Regions from separate parts of the Zea mays genome. Here regions 2 and 3 are each linked to region 1. Evidence: chromatin contacts called from public Hi-C data. All regions are on one chromosome and are shown on one strand. The core of a region is the stretch at or near the end of the contact, and the rest is flanking DNA. Distances in the headings are between cores, read along the strand shown. Region 1 holds the start of LOC103648441. Region 2 holds the start of LOC100501109. Region 3 holds the start of LOC100194213 (Rho GTPase-activating protein 3).

Evidence for each region. Hi-C and Micro-C count contacts between places; a contact is called where the count stands out from the background.
Region 2: a contact with region 1 is called in a Hi-C map of leaf, with 5 times the contacts expected there. The contact joins the promoter of LOC100501109 here to the promoter of LOC103648441 in region 1. A contact is called at or near these places in 5 of 25 Hi-C or Micro-C datasets (ear, leaf, root tip and 1 more).
Region 3: a Hi-C map of leaf shows a contact between it and region 1, with 5 times the contacts expected there. The contact joins the promoter of LOC100194213 here to the promoter of LOC103648441 in region 1. A contact is called at or near these places in 4 of 25 Hi-C or Micro-C datasets (ear, leaf and tassel).

What each region holds. Positions count from the first base shown.
Region 1 is chr2:16,761,585-16,764,435 of Zm-B73-REFERENCE-NAM-5.0, reverse strand. It overlaps LOC103648441, which reads left to right and starts at 1,389. Exons shown (of 10, transcript XM_035965045.1): 1 at 1,389-1,866. The coding sequence starts at 1,573.
Region 2 is chr2:16,913,712-16,916,562 of Zm-B73-REFERENCE-NAM-5.0, reverse strand. LOC100501109 reads right to left here and starts at 1,347. Exons shown (of 4, transcript NM_001195925.1): 1 at 572-1,347; 2 at 136-474; 3 at 1-6. The coding sequence starts at 1,210.
Region 3 is chr2:16,606,941-16,609,791 of Zm-B73-REFERENCE-NAM-5.0, reverse strand. It overlaps LOC100194213 (Rho GTPase-activating protein 3), which reads left to right and starts at 1,359. Exons shown (of 5, transcript NM_001359431.1): 1 at 1,359-1,840. The coding sequence starts at 1,449.

The DNA.
Region 1 (2,851 bases), core at 140-2,639:
TTGATGTTGGTACATTTGCCCTGTAGACATTGTGGAAGCCTTTCAGTAGTTCATTTATCAGTAAAGCTTGCATCTTTGGTCCATGTAGTTGTGCACCTTGTCTGTCACTCATCACAACGTTGTTGTGTTCTAACTGTTCTGTGATGAAAAGCAAGGGATACATTATGCTCTAGAAAGCAATAGAAATGTTTTGCGATTCATCACTTTAAGCCTCGGACTCCTAGCCCTGGCTACTGTTCGACTTTGAGGAAGAGCTATACCAAAATCCTGTTTGAATTCATGGACATTGGTTTTTTTAAGACAGCAACTCTTGGCCACAAGATTGTCAAAACCAAAGAATTCCTTAACACGAGCATGAGAAGTCTGGATGAACACAGTGGGTTTCACCGCAAGCTGAAGCATTTTGCAGAGCAGTGCCAAATTGATGTTTCTTTGTTGCAAGAGGAAGAAAAGAAAATTCGGTCCTTGGTCAGGGGCACTGTTGATTATTTCCATGGGAGTACAGGGAAGGAGGAGGGCCTGCCGTTAGGATTAGTTAAAGTTCCAGTTTGATCATAGGCACCTAGGTCGATGACTTTAGTAAGATGTAAGCAATCTGTCTTCTGGCCAGGTTGAGCAAGGCTTAGCTGCAGTGTATCAGTGTGGTACAGCTGATGTATTTATACTGTACAATCTAATGAGACTGTACGGATTAGAGCTATCAGAACCTGCACAGATATTTCACAATAAACTCTTAGGTTATATATTGCTCGAGACTTGTGAATATTTTGTTATTGCTTCCTGGTTCAAAGCCATGATGCATGGTACACGCGCGTAATTATGACTTCTCATACAAGACGGGACGTCAAGACTCCGGTCTTTTTGGAGACATCATAACCTATTTGTTTAGCTTTAATCCATTCTGATTTATACTAATTATACAGTGCTTTATCCTAATCGTATCCGTGAACCGTGACAATTTATTTTGTTCAGAAAACCGTAGCGAAGCACGGGCATTTGACTATGTTTCTTAGATATTTGAATTGTATCATGTTATTTATGTCATATTAAATATTAATTAGATCATTTAGTTTTTAGCCTTATTTTAGTAGGCTAGTAGTTCATTTAGATATTGATCCTAAATCTTCCATCGCACGTGGTGAATAGAATGTAAAAGAAATGTTCCCCACAAACGTTCGTAAGATTCTAGAGAAACTTTTTTTATTGCAGGGACGAGGATGAAAAACTTTCCCTGACGTATTCTAAAGACTTATTCGGTTATAAGTGGATTGGAAGAGATTAAATCTATTCCGGTGGATTGGAAGAGATTAATTTATTTCTAATCAAAATTGAATAAAAGAGATTTAATTATTATTAATACGCGTCGATCCAGACGTAATCGAAGTCTAATCCCCGATCTGATCTAACGGTCCTCCAGCGTGCAGTCTTGGGGAGATCGTAGCCGACCCGCCGTCTCCCTAGTAAGTAGTCACAGACTCACAGCTCACAAAACTCACGAACCGCACGCCACCCGGAAGGCCGGAACATCGGATCCACGCTCCCCTTTCGCCGCCAGGTTCCTCCTCCTCCTAGATGGCGCCGCTGCCGCTGCCGCTGCCGCCACCGTCAGAGAAGAGGCCCCCTCGCTCGCTCTTTGAACTCCCCTCTGACTTCTTCGATTCATCCGTTCTTCTCCGGGCTCACCCCTCCACGGCCCCCTCCGCGGTGGAACCGTCCGAACCCTCCCGGCCGCCGCCGACTCAGCAGCAGCACCAACAACTTTCAGAGGCTGCGGGGTCCAGGTGGACGTGCAACACATGTGCCTCCGAGTTCGAGTCGCTACAGGAGCAGCGCGAGCACTTTAAGTCTGACCTGCACCGCCTCAACGTATCCATCTGTGCCCTTTCTCTTCACTTGAGCACTTCTGATCGATTTTTTTATAGCCTTCTGATCGATTTTTGGAATTTCAGTATTGATACAGTATCAAGGGCTCCTCCTGATATTTTGTTTAGCAGACAGCGTCCCAGCACTGATCATAGCTGGAACTATTTAGTAGATGGAACGCTTAGTTATCAGATGTTTGCATGTAGGTAGAATAGTTGAGTCCCTTGATTACTTATTGGAGAATGGAGAGAAACAATTTATGTGGGATTATCACTAATCGAGTCTCTTAGCTTCTGCATGTGGTGATTCATGATTTAAAAGCCAAAAAGAAGAAGGTTTAATTTTGAAAATTGATTTTTAAAAGGCGTATGATAAAGTCAGGTGGGAGTTTCTAGCTGAAGTATTAAAATCCAAGGGTTTTCCTGACAATTGGAATAATATGGCGACGAGCACAGTGGAAAATGGAAAAGTGTGTGTGAATATCAATGGAGAGAGAAGTAAGTTTTTCAAGACTTTCAGGGGTCTTAGGGAGACCCCCTTACCCCCCCCTCTTTTGAATCTGGTGGCTGATGCTCTCAGCGTGCTTCTGGAAGCTGAGGTTTCTAAAGGACATATTACGGGGGTTATGTTGGATACTTTACCTGGGGGTCTATCTCACATACAATATGCGGATGATACAGTGATCATGATTGATGGTTCGGCAAAAAGTCGATCCTGAATTTTAAATTAATACTATACTGCTTCAAAAGGCTATCGGGTTTAAAAATCAACTTTCATAAGAGTGAAGTGTAAACTTTCATAAGAGTGAAGTGTACATTTTGGAGTAGGACAGCCTGAGAAAGAAAAGATGGCTAACATGCTGAGTTGCTCTCTAGGCTCCTTCCCCATTAAATACCTTGGAATTCCTGTATCAGATCATAATATCAACACGGAAGTTTCTGCACCTATTTTGGCCAAAATGAATAGGAGGTTGGACCCATGTAAGGGT
Region 2 (2,851 bases), core at 98-2,597, 150 kb before region 1:
GACGTCCTGCGCAACAGCAGCAGCCCCGCAACCAAGTCATCCACCACCCGATCAATCCGCCGACGGCCGACGTGCGGTGCAAGACCAACCAACTAGTGTGTGTTCCAGGAAGGTGCCGAGTTCCGAATAGCTCACGATGGGTACGGAAGGGTAGAGCCGGAGGGTCTCCGTCAGCGCCGCGTGCAGGTAGTGCATCTTGCTGATGGCGTCCTCGGTCAGGCACGCGACGAGCTCTGGAGCGCCGAGGCCGCCGCCGTCGCCCGAGGTGGCGGCGCGCACCTCCTGCGCGATCCTGTCCTGGATGCTCTGGTTCTTGCAGAGCACGTAGAGGAACCACGACAGGGTCCCCGCGGTCGTGTCGCGGCCGGCGATCACGAAGTTGAGGATGATGTCCCGCAGGTACTTGTTGTCGAAGCAGCCGGGATCGCTCTCCCGCTCCACCAGGAACCTCGACAGGATGTCCTCTTTCTTGGCCTGTCAGGGAAAATGTCACCGTGTCAGGACTGTCATCTCCTCTCGTGCTCCCGTCTGCACCCATCATGTACGGAGAGGTAGTATCTTCTGGGCTCACAAATTCCTGTTGGTCTCTTCCCATCTGCTCGATCTTCCTGTCGACGACGGCGTAGACGAAGTCGTTGATGGTGCGGAGCGAGCGCTTCATGGCCGCCTCCGACGACAAGTTCAGGAACCTCTTGGCCTTCCAGAACGGGTCCAAGAAGCGGTGCAGCACCTGCTCGCTGGCGTCGTCGAACGCCTTGGCGAACGCGGCGCCTTCCTCGCTGGACCCGGACAGCACGCCCAGGTTGACCCCGAACCCGACCTTGAAGATGGAGTCCAGCGTCGACCGCATCAGCAGCTCCTGCATGTCCAGCTTCTCCCCCGCGGCGGCGGCGGCGGCCACGATGCCCGCGAGCTCCGCCGCCGTGTCGCGGAACACGCCGGTGCTGTAGTCGCGCAGCACCCGCGTGGAGAACTCGTGGCTGGCGACCTTCCGCTGGTGCCGCCACTTGGCGCCGTCCACGTTGAAGATGCCGTCGCCGAGGAGGTCCTCGCTCAGCTCGTGCAGCGTGCTCCCCTTGCCGTAGTTGCCGAAGTTGGTCTTGAGGATGTACTCCACGTTCGCGGGCTCCACGGTGTAGATGTAGCTGCAGGTCGGGGTAAGCATGCGGAAGGTACGGTACCTGCGGGAGAGCGCGGTTTGGTACTCCATCAGGCGGCCGAAGTTGAACAGCTGGTGCAGCACGGTGCCAGCCACTGGCGGGTAGCTCCGGTTCTTGCCGCCGCCGCGGCGCCGGAGCGCCAAGTATAACACTAGAACGAGAGCAAGTATCAGGGAGAACACCGTGGGTTGGAGCGGTGGCGAGTCCATGGTCAGCGGTGAGCACCGTAGTGCGCGTTTGGTTTGGTACCTATACTTCTGGTTCTGGACTTGTACTCCGTTGGAAAGTGAAGTCGGCCGCGTGGCCGCGCCCGATTAAAAGAAAAGACAAATGCTAAACAACACCGTGGTTTTGCTGGCTGTGGCCGCGCCGCACGATCTGAAACGCGTCTGTCTCTCTCCTGTGGGATCTATCCCCATCACTATTGGTTTTGTTGTGTCACTGTTTTGCGGGTCCACTTGTCGGTGCTACGGTTTTGTTCAATTGTCTTTAATTCGCATCGGTCAATATTTTTGTCCCGATGAATTATCAACTGACTTTAATTCGAATCAAATAACGCCTAGGAGTCGTATCTGGTTTGTGCTTTTTCCGATGCGTGCGTGCGCTTATATTCTATAAATTAATTATTTGTGCTTATCTTTACTAACAATCTAACATAACATAAAATTAGCTATTTAAATCGTTACAACTATAATCTTTAAAGACAAAATACTATAAAAATAAAGCTAAGCGAACACACTAAAAGCAGCACTTGTGTCGTTGTTGTCGTTCTCTTCACCCACACATGCAAGACGACAAGAGCAAGCAAGAGTGCTTCCACAAGTACATGTGGCTCCGTCAAGTAACGAGTCGAATTTAGCTGGACTCGCTTTTTTAGCACTAGCACAGAGGCTGGCTCTGAACTCGTACTCTAAATTATAATATAAAATTTTAAAATAAATTAAGTAACATATTCTAAATTATTAAAATAAATAAATTGATGTAATATAGAAAATATATTAATTTTTTATAATAATCTCAAATAACAAAAAATTAATCGTCTATTTAGTATTAGCAGTGTATGCTAATTATGATTGTAGGCAATAATTTATTGTTGAGTCGAGTCATGAGCCAGATCGTGAGTCACAACGAGCCGAGCCAAGCTGGCTCGCTGTTTTCTCGAGCCTCAAAAACAGGTTCAGACTTAACTAGGGTTCATTCTAAGTGTCGAGTCGCTATAAGCCTAATCTAGCTCATTAAGCTCAAACTTTTTTTTGCTAGACCTAACTGCACGCCGCCTCCCTCGCCCGCGCACGGCGCATGCAAGCTGCAGGCAAAGGCACATACAAATTGCATGTCAGCGAAGCCCACAAATCATAATGGCAAATTTACCAATGGCTTCAAAAAATTTGTTATTTTTCCACTCTCAGTTTTGGCTCTATGTTCTTATGCCATTCCGTTTCTATGATTTATGGGTCCAATGAAATACTGCCGAAGCCCACAAATCATAATTGCAAAATTGTCAATGGCTCAAGCCTGTAGTGGGATCCAGCGAACAAAGCACTCGCCTTTTAATAGTGAAGGTCATGTTCATTTCTATAATATAAAGAAAATTACAATGGTACTGGATCCGAACAGGATTACAGACCGAGAAGACGGTTAGCGTGGTTCTCAAGATAAGTCGTGGCACTATTAAATGGTCCATGCTTCGA
Region 3 (2,851 bases), core at 110-2,609, 150 kb after region 1:
ATAACAGCTGCAAGCGCGAGTACGCAAAACCGCCATAAACACGAGACCAAAAGGTGGCACGGTGGTCCTGAGATTTGCCTTTTACACAAAGCAACACACACACACACAATTACTCACCCCACACCACACACACGCACACGTAATCACCAATGAAATAGATAGATGTACTACGCGCGCCTATCGCCATGTCCCTCCTAGCTGTGGCGTGGCATGTGTCTCGACGACTCGCCGCCGATCTCCCCGTCCTACGGTTGGGCTGGGGGCGCATGCATGGCTGGCGTACGGCGAGCAGCACCGGAAACGACCCATCACACAGTACGCGCTGCGCACTGTGCTGCCACTGGCTCACTGTGTGGGAATAACTACGCGCGTACTGGCAGTACTTGGTGCGCTCGCCAGGCGTCGATCGCAGCCGGCGCGACATGGCGGTGGTAGGCGGTAGCTGATCTACGGAAGCGCCCGGACGGCCGGTGTCCCCGCCGGCACGGAGGAGGCCCCTTTTTTTCCCCCTGCCTGCCACGGGGGCAAAGCATGTGATCCCTTCCCTTCCGTCGTTCCCCCGATCGGACGCGAAAGAATCAGCTGGGTACAATAAACACGCCGATCCCGATCCCGTACCCGCGGCCGCGGCCACGGCACGCTCCCGGGTCCCGAGCCCTCGACCGGACCCGACCCGACCCGACCGCCGCATTTACCCTCGGCAACTGCGCCGTACCACGGTGCCCGCGTACCAAACCGGCGCGCGCGTATGCCACACACCATTCATGGGTCCTGGGTCCTGAGTCTCCTGACCCGCGCAGCGAGGCGGCCGCTGCATTGCATCGCGGCGCGGCTCCACCCGCACGCGCACCCGCAGTCGTGCGGGCATGGACCTGGACTCTGGCTGTAATAACCACAAGTGGCCCTGGCGTCCGCCTAACCCAGCCTGTAAAGATCTCTCGTCGCCTCGCTCGCGCAGACGCAGGCACCACCAGCCACGCACGCGCACCCACCCGCAGACGGATCGGGCACGGCCAGAGCCAATGAGCCAGAACCAGAGCCAGGCAACCAGCCCACACCCGCTGCTCCCCACCGGCCCACCCCACTCCACTCCGCTCCACTAACCAACGCCCAGGGTTTTTAATAATCCCGCCACAACCCAACCACTCCGACCGCTTTTCCCCCGCGCGTTTCAAAATCAGCGAGGCCGCGAGGGCAGCGGTAACACCGTGGGATTAATCATCAATCAACCAGGCAGGTACTCGTAAGCTGATGGGGGTAAAGCAGGGGGATTAGTGAGGACCTCGTTTGAAGCCGGGTATAAAAGCCGCGAGGCTAGCAAAGGCGACCTCGCGAGGAAAAACTACCTGGGCCGCCACCGCCACAGCCCCGCCCCGCCCCGCCCCCGCCTCCCGAGCTGAGCGAGCGACTCAGCAAGCGCGCAACGGAACCAGCCGCCGCGGCGCGCCATGGCGCCGTTCCAGATGCGTTTCGGGCTCCAGATCTCTCCCGCGCGCTCCGACGACGACGAGGAGGAGGACGACGACGACGACAACGAGGAGGAGTATGACGAGATGGCGAGCGAGGGGACGGCCTCGCCGCCGATGATGCTCCGGCCAGGGAGGGGAGGGGGAGGGCTGGTGAGCGCCGTCGTGGGCGCGCTGCGGAGGTCGCTGGTGATGTGCAGCGCTGGCGCCGTGGATATCGACGACGACGACGACGAGGAGGAGGGCGGGATCGAGATCGGGCGGCCCACGGACGTGCACCACGTCTCGCACGTCACCTTCGACCGCTTTGGTGGCTTCCTCGGCCTCCCCGCGGACCTCGAACCCGAAGTGCCGCGGCGCACGCCGAGTGCCAGGTGAGCTCGCCAGTCGCCGCTGCCGCTGCCGTGCGGGTGATTACGCTTCGATTTTCGCTTCAGCTGTAACTTTGTGTGCCTTAGTTTTTCCCGACTGCTTCCGTGACGGAACTGTAGCTTTCTGATGAAGTGCCCGTTGTCCACAAAGACGCTACGCGAAAAAATGGGCGTGTTCCTAAATTCAGTTCTACAAGTTTAGGCGCACACTGTTTTCAGCGGACGCTCCTAAGCAAGCTGACGAAAGTGAGCTGTATTTTTGTTTTTCTCTGTGTTTAGCAATGATACAGTTCTGTAACAAGGTGGTTAGCTGAGGGTTCCGAATTAATTAGTAGTAACTGGACAAGTTGATCTCGTGGAGAGAGAGAGACGAGAGGCAGTACTTTTAAAGTACTACGAGTTGTTGCTTTCTGTATCAGGAAGTACAGATGGGAATTTAGTTATCTTGGATTGTTTACTTTCTGCACCTGGCATAGAAGAGATTCTGAATATCTATTCTGAGGGCATATAGTTCTGAAGATAAATGCGTGCTTATCAAAAAAATTATATAGGATATTCTTACATGGCTAATGGTATATTCAGCCCAAATGAATTTTGTCGCCAAACTTGATTTGCCCATGTGCTTGAGCTTGAAACAACAAGGCTGTTTGAGGTGGTTGGCAACATGGGCTACAGAATCTTCTAACCTATCTTTTATTTTGGGGTATGTTCATTTGTACTTGGATCAAATATGGTCTCTGTTGTTTTTGTCTTTTTCCATTTACCAAATGGGTTCGCACGGTACTTTTAGGTTGTTGGAATAAGATCAGGATCTTCTTACCTATATAGACAGTTTCCTTCTTGTGTTTGCTTTTACATTCTATCTCTTTGCTAGTAGTGGTTGCTGATGCAGTCTTTAGCTGTTATGGTGGTCTGAAAGTATATGCCATAAGGCCTTAAACATGATGCGTAAGTGTAAGTCTAAGTTCACTATTTGTGCTAGTTTCTAACTTTTTCCAGGTCAAATTCTACATG